Regions from separate parts of the Mus musculus genome. Here region 1 is linked to region 2. Evidence: chromatin contacts called from public HiChIP or PLAC-seq data. All regions are on one chromosome and are shown on one strand. Each heading gives the region's core, a stretch centred on a gene start, on an enhancer-like site or on the middle of the called end of the contact. The rest is flanking DNA. Distances are from core to core; before and after follow the strand shown. Region 1 has its middle 21 kb from the start of Fam131c. Region 2 holds the start of Fbxo42 (F-box protein 42).

Region 1 (3,760 bases), core at 989-3,488, 200 kb after region 2:
TAACATGAGCACATTTCTGTTCTCTGAGGTATTGCAGGGAGAGGAGCTGCTTGACCCTGTGAGACCACACGTCGGTTTCCAAAATGGCGGCCCGTTTTCCATCCTATCACGATAGAGAGGGTTCCTGTTTCCCCATAGCCTCAGCGACACTTGTTACTGCCTGTCGCTTTGGTTGCCGCCATTTTAGTGGGTGTGAAATGGAATTTCGCTGTGGTTTACAATCCCTAGTGACTAATGACATTGTCTTCACTCAGTCTACAATAACAAAAGAATACCACAGATTGGGTGACTCAGATGACAGAAGCAGATTTCTCACACTTGGGACTGCGAGATGGCTCTTTGGGTAAATACGCTTAATGACAAGTCTAATGGGCTGAGTTTGATCGCAGGACTCACACAGAGGAAGGACAGAATTTCCCAAAGGTGTCATCCAGCTTCCACAAGTACACAATAAATAAACAAACATGTATTTTATAAATCTCCTCAGATTTGAAAAGCTATAAGTCCAAGCTGAGGTGGAATTGGAGCTAGCTTTGTGGGGGACCTCTCCCTGGTGTGCATTCAACTGCCTTCTTGCCCGATGTGCCAGTGGTGGTGGGGAGAGGGGCTCGTATACCTTCTTTTGATGTCACTGTAGTTTGGAGATATTTTTTTCCCCTTTGAGCTTTTCTTTTCTTTTTTTTTAAAGATTTATTTATTTATTTATTTATTTATTTATTCATTTATTATATGTAAGTACACTGTAGCTGTCTTCAGATGCACCAGAAGAGGGCATCAGATCTCATTACAGATGGTTGTGAGCCACCATGTGGTTGCTGGGATTTGAACTTCGGACCTTCAGAAGAGCAGTCGGGTGCTCTTACCCACTGAGCCATCTCACCAGACCCCCCTTTGAGCTTTTCAAAACAGGGTTTCTCTCTTAGCAGCTCTGGGTTTCCTGGACTCACTCTGTAGACCAGGCTGGCCTCAAATTCACAGAGATCTGCCTGCCTCTGCCTCCTGGGTGATGGGATTAACAACCTGTCCCACCAAACCCGGCTTGGAGTTAAATTTTCCTGTAGTTGAGAATGATGTTGGTGATCTTGTGTTTCCAGCCCTCCTGCCTCCACCTCCCAAGTGCTGGGAGTATGGGACGGAGCAGTGACACCCTGTTCTCACCTGCCTGTGTTATAGGGCAGTAATTGTAGCCCTGAGGGCCCCCGTTCTCCTTGTGTGTGAATGGTGAATGCCATGCGGGTGTGCAGTAGAGAAGGAACTTCGCGGTTGTGTGTGTGAATTATATCCAGTTGCTTCAGTACAATCTGTTGAAACCTACCCCCCAACACACACACACACACACACACACACACACACACACTCAAACACACACACACACTCAAACACACACAGACACATACACACTAACACACACACATACAAACACACACACAGACACACACTCAAACACACATACACAAACACACACACATTCAAATTCACACAGAGACACACACACACACACAACACACATACACAAATGCACACACAAACACACAGAGACACACACACACATAGACAATTTTCTTAAGGGCTTGCTAACCAGGGCTGGAGAGCTGGCTCGGAGGTTCAAAGCACTTGCTGCTCTTGCAGAGAGAGAACTCAAAGTTCAGGTCCCGGCACCCACGTAGGAGCTCCCAACCATCTGTAACTCCAAGCCCAGGGGACCTGATGCCCTCTTCTGGCCTCTGAGGACACCAGACACACGTGGTACACAGATATCGATGCAGGCAACGCATGAACAGTGTTTTAAAACCGTGAGTCTTGGGCCGACTGGAGAGCTGGCTCGGAGGTTTGGAGCTTGTGTTGTTCTTTCCGAGGACCTGGGTTCAGTTGCCAGCATCTACTTGGTGGTTCATAACCATCCATTAGCTTCAATTCTAGGGGGTCTCATACCTTCTTCTGGCCTCTGGGGGGACAGGGCATGCATGTGGTACACATATATACCTAGAGACAAAATTTTCACTTATGTAAAATAAAATAAGTAAATTAAAAACAAACAAACAAACAAACAAACAAACAAACAAACAAACTGGGATTTAGGTTTTCCTCAGCAGAGATGTGGGGCCCCGAGACAGTTCTGTTACTGGAAAGCCCCATTTGAAACGATTACCTCACACTAGTCTGTCCTTACCTTTGCCCAGCTTACACCTCAGCCCCCACGTGGCCTCTATGTAACCACTTCTGGCTCCTTAGTCTCTAAGCCCTACACGTGACTATGTCAAGGACAAGCCATTCCAACTGAAGGCCCCTGGGGAGCCCTCTGCTCTACAGTCTGCTGTCTCGCTCAGTGCCAGGCACTCACTTGGTGCCACGTGTAAACCAGGCTCCGCACGGGAATTCAGTGGTGAATGACACAGGCTGCCCCTGACCCCACACACATACCAGGAAGATAACAGACCGGAAGCTATAAGCCATCATGGTCAGGGTTGAGAAACCTAGCAACCAGGAGCCTAACAGGGAAAGCTTCCTGGAGGAAGCAAATTAAAGCTGAGGTTGCAAGAATGAGGAACAGGCATCAGGCAAAACAGGGCTGGAGGAGGGAGGAGGTGGTCCAGGCAAAGGGACCAGCATTTGTCAATGAATGGCGGAGAGAAGGTGGCTCGGGTTGGGGAAGGCACAGGAGAGGGTCTGTACTCTGTCAAGCTTTAGGAATCCCACTTTCTTCTTCTAGACCGGAGTGGGTGGAGGACCTGGGCTCCAAGGAAATCTAGCTCCCTTGATCTCTACACTGGGGCCTTCCTTTCTGGAAAGGTCACAGTCTTTGGCTCACACCTGGGTCCCGTAGCTAGACTCCTTCCTTCCCTCTGGCCCAGGGCACAGCGGAGGACACCACATCCCCCTGCAGGATTTAGAGCTGAAAGAACTTATAGAAAGGTTTCTTCCTCCACCTCCCCCGCCAGAGCGTCCTCATCCTGCAACAAAGACGACGAGCCCTGAGGCTCTGCCTGGCTTTCCTGTGGCACCTCCACTCCGTCCTGTTTGCCTTGGACATGGGCCCCGAGCTGGGAACAAGGAGGGACACGGAGGAAGGACATAGCCCTGAACCCTGATCTCTCAGCAAAGATCTCCGCCATACTGCTTCCCCAGTCAGGAGTCTGGTGAGTGAAGACCTATGAGACCCACCTGAACCTTCGTCTGCTCTTCAGTCCAGCCCAGAGTCATCTTGGGCTAACTTCTCAGGGGCATTGTCAAGAAGGGGAGGCCAGACTTCCACCTGTCTACTCCAGGACTCGAGAGGCAGAGCCAGATGGGGAGCCAGCTAGCAATCATTTATCTCACTTAACTGCATCCTGCCCATTGTGCGGATGGAAAAACTAAGGTGCAGATTGTAAGACAAAAGAGGCAGAGGCAAAACAGAGCCAGATCTCCAGACTCTGAACCTTCTGTTCGGTTCTTTCCTCAGCTTCTCAATGCTCGCAGACGTCTGCCATAGGAACCCGGGGGGTGGAGTGGGGGACTGGCAGGAGTGTCACATCTCATGTTTAGTCTTTGGTGGCCAGGGACTGGCAGGTGCTGTAGGAACGGCTCTCTTGTCTCAGATCCTGGAAATGGGCCTCCTGGCAGCCATGGAGATTAAGGTCCCTCCCAGGCCCCGTCATGCTTCACTGGAGGTTGACACTTCCCTGGCTCCCAGCTCCAAAAACATCAACGAAATGGGACCCAACAGAACAGGCCTTGTTTGGTCGTAAGGACCAGGTCCGCGCCTTGCAGGTTCCACTGT
Region 2 (3,365 bases), core at 572-3,071:
AGGTGTGTGCCACCATAGGCCAGTAGCAGCCTTGTTTTAATATATATACATATATATATTTAGATTTTGTTTTTATCTATGCTTGAGTGTGTGTGTGCTGTGTGGGTGGGTGCCCAAAGAGGTCAAATAGGGTGTCAGACCCCCTGGAGCTGGTATTAGACAGTTGTGAGTAGCTTGTAGGTGCTGGCACATGAATGTAGGTCTTCTAGAGAGGGGTAAGCAGATTCTCTTTTTTTTTGTTTTTCTAGACAGGGTTTCTCTGTGTAGCCCTGGCTGTCCTGGAACTCACTCTGTAGACCAGGCTGGCCTCGTACTCAGAAATCCACCTGCCTCTGCCTCCCAAGTGCTGGGATTAAAGGCATGCACCACCATGCCTGACGGTAAACAGATTCTTATTGCTGGGCTATCTCAACCTAGCGTGAGTTCTTAGAACATGTTATAACTTAGATTACAGGGCTGGAGAGACGGTCAAGACATGTACTGCTCTTGCAGGACCACCCAGGTTCAATCCCTAGCACCCACATGGCGGTGGTAGGGTCACAACTGCCTATAATTCCAGTTCCAGGGGATCTGACACCCTCTACTAGCCTCTAAGGGCACCCACACACGTGGTGCACAAGATATGCTCAGGCACACGCAATATTTACTGTATGTATGTTCACAAGTGTCATTGTTTGAGAATGAAGATCAGGGTGGAAACTGTGGGAGTTGGCATTGGTTTTCTCCCTCCATCATGTAGGTTCTAGGCATTGAACTCGGGTCTTCAAGCTTGGGGGAAGCACCCTTACCTGCTGAGCCATTTTGCAAGCCAAGACTTCTTTCTCTTTTTCTTTGAGACAGGGTCTCATTATGTAGACCATGCTGGCCTTGAACTCAGAAATCTACTTACCTCTGCTTCCCAAGTGCTGGGATTAATAGTCAACCACCATGCCAGGGCAATGGAATTTCTTAGTTTCTCACTTACTGCGTGCCAGAGTTTTTTCTAATGTTTATATGAGGAACATAAATGTTTTTTTTAGATTGAGGTTCCTCAAAGTAGATTCAAACTCCTGGATCAAGCAATTCTCGCCCTTAAACCTCCTGCATAACTGGACTTAAAGGAGTGTCACCAAGCCTCGTGGTACTTTTGACCTAGTACCACGTCTCACGGGCTATACAAGCCTAGGTCTACTTTATCCCAGGGCTATTCGCTTGATGTCTCAGAATGCTCCAATTGCACAAGAGCTTGAGCTCTCTATGTCTGGCATTTCCTTAAACCACATCTGCAGGGATGGGTTCTAGAAGGTTCTCACCTACACACAGCTTTCTTGAAGTGAGACTCTTTTGTGGGAGCGGGACCCCACTCCTCGGTGATGGCCACACTGGGAAGCACAGAGAAACACACAGGCTTGTTTCCTCCCAGGCTCCGCTCTACACCGGGAGTTTTGAGACTGGGTTTCCTCTTTTTTTTTTTTTTTTTTAAAGTTGGTAGCAACATAGCTGCTGCTACAGTTTCCAGAGGCTCCAACGCCGGGAGCTTCCTCTCCCTGGGGATATCTAAAAGGCACTTCCGTTCCCCATTGCCCTTTCTCTACGCTCAACCCGTGGGTACCTGGGGGCACAAGTGCCTTAATCTAAGTCTGCACTATCAAACAATCGGAAAAACAGCTCAGATACCAGCGCTCAGCCGCGCCGATCCTGATAAGAGTCCTAGAAAGCTCCGCGCCCTCGGCCCTTCTCAATATGGCGCCGCCCAGCGGCCGCCGCGCGGAAGGCCGGTCACGCTGACGTGTGTGCGCGCGCGCGCGCTTCCTCCGCGCCCCGCCTCAGCGCATGCGCACTGCGCGCTGTCGTCTCCCGGTCTGAGCAGCAGCGGCGGTGGCATCAGGGACGGCGGCGGCGGCGGTGGTAGCCGCGGCGGCGTTTGAGTGGAGGAAGATGGCGGCTCCGGGCGACCCCGGGTTCCGCCAGCGGTGAAGATCCCCCGAGCACAGCAAGCACCGGCCTGAGGCAGAGCGGCTGTGCTCTGGCCCCGGCCCTGGCTCCTTCGCCACCGTCGCCGGAGACGCGAAACCGAGAGCGCGGAGCGGTCTGGGCCAGGTGAGGCCTCTCCCGGTGCGGGGCCGCGGCCAGGCGCCGACGCCTCTTGCGCTTCATGCCCGGGGACCCCGGGGCACCCCGAGTCCGGCGCGGGCCCCGTGTCCTGCGCGGGCGTGGGTCTTGGCGGGCCTGGGGTCTTGCTGTCGTCATCCTCGGCTTCCCAGGCTAAGGTGGGGACGTGCGCCCCTTTGCAGCCAGCTCTCGGGATGGGCGCAGACCTGTGCCCTCTCCTCAGCAGGGTGGTCCGGGTCCTCCTCCAGGCCGGGAAAGGATGCGCGGTCAGGGGGTGGAGAATGGCTTTCGGGGTGTCATGGAGCCTCACCCCGCCCCCTGAAACCCTGAAGTCCTCGGTGAAGAGCGGGAGCCCGCTTGCTGCCCTCCTGAATTGGGGCTGCGGCGAGGGGGCCGGCGGGCGTCTCAGAAGCTGCAGCTGCCCAAGAGATGATTTTTTTGGGGAATCGGCTGACGAAATAAAACACAAGCAGTTCCTTCCCTGACCCCTAGCCGTCTGAGTGTTCTCTTAGTGGGAACTGCAGCTCTCCTGGCTGGAGACAGCAGTCCACGTTGTGACTGAAGAAGGCTTGCCCCGGTGAGAATTGTCCGTGGAGGGTGGCAACGAGTTTGTAAATCAAGAAAACCACAATTAGGTGAGAGAGCCTGGTAGCTTCAGCTGAGAAAACTTGAGATGCTGGAGTTGGTTGGAAACCTTTGGAATAAGCCGGTTGCTTTGTCTGTTGGATCCTCGGAGTTTTAGTAGGAAAAGCCATGTTTCGTTTCTCAGTTGCCAAAGCGTTTGGACTTTACAGTGGCAGCGTTCCGATGGATCTAAGATACAGAACCAGACAGACACATTACTGGGTTTCACTTGCCGGAGGCAACACTCGATTATTTTTGTTATTTATTTATTTTTCTCGGAACTTTTTTGTTGTTGTTTAAGTGGTAGTAATTGAGAGTCTTTAGTTTCATTTCTTTAGGGTAGAGAAGATGTTTGATGCCGGGTGGCCTTTTCATGGAGCAAGAATGGCTTCACATGGATTTGTGCTGTTGTGAATTGTCGGGGCCATCTCTTTTGCTTGGACACACCAAACGTCTTTTGTAACACATCGGGTTTTGCTTGTGTTTAAGAATGATGACATCATGGATTTAAAGGGACAAGGATAAATTGGCGAAGAGATACCATCACTTAGAATTCAGTCTGTAGCTCTTAAGCTGGACAGGGATGCCCCTTGTGTCATATTTCTGACAGAGAGTATTCAATTGTCTAGTCTGGTCGGGTGTCCTTTCTG

Evidence for each region. HiChIP or PLAC-seq counts read pairs in DNA pulled down with a chosen protein or histone mark.
Region 1: an HNF4G HiChIP or PLAC-seq map of pancreatic cancer cells shows a contact between it and region 2. The contact joins the enhancer-like site here to the promoter of Fbxo42 in region 2. A contact is called at or near these places in 7 of 39 promoter capture datasets (the C10 cell line, the HPC-7 cell line, cranial neural crest and 4 more), 1 of 15 datasets of contacts at CTCF or cohesin (the NIH/3T3 cell line), 13 of 484 Hi-C or Micro-C datasets (MC3T3-E1-derived osteoblasts, the P5424 cell line, cochlea and 7 more), 12 of 115 datasets of contacts at active chromatin or transcription factors (craniofacial prominence, embryonic basal ganglia, embryonic forebrain and 5 more) and 1 of 9 other capture datasets (adipose tissue).

What each region holds. Positions count from the first base shown.
Region 1 is chr4:141,345,228-141,348,987 of GRCm38.p6, forward strand. No RefSeq gene overlaps it. Among named protein-coding and RNA genes, the nearest start is that of Fam131c, 21 kb to the right of the region's middle. Within about 2 kb of position 2,239, at least 24 of the 459 cell types and tissues checked have an H3K27ac peak or open chromatin away from gene starts, as enhancers often do. A contact at or near this core is called in liver and pancreatic cancer cells, where this site is marked.
Region 2 is chr4:141,146,101-141,149,465 of GRCm38.p6, forward strand. Fbxo42 (F-box protein 42) reads left to right here and starts at 1,822. Exons shown (of 10, transcript NM_172518.3): 1 at 1,822-2,079.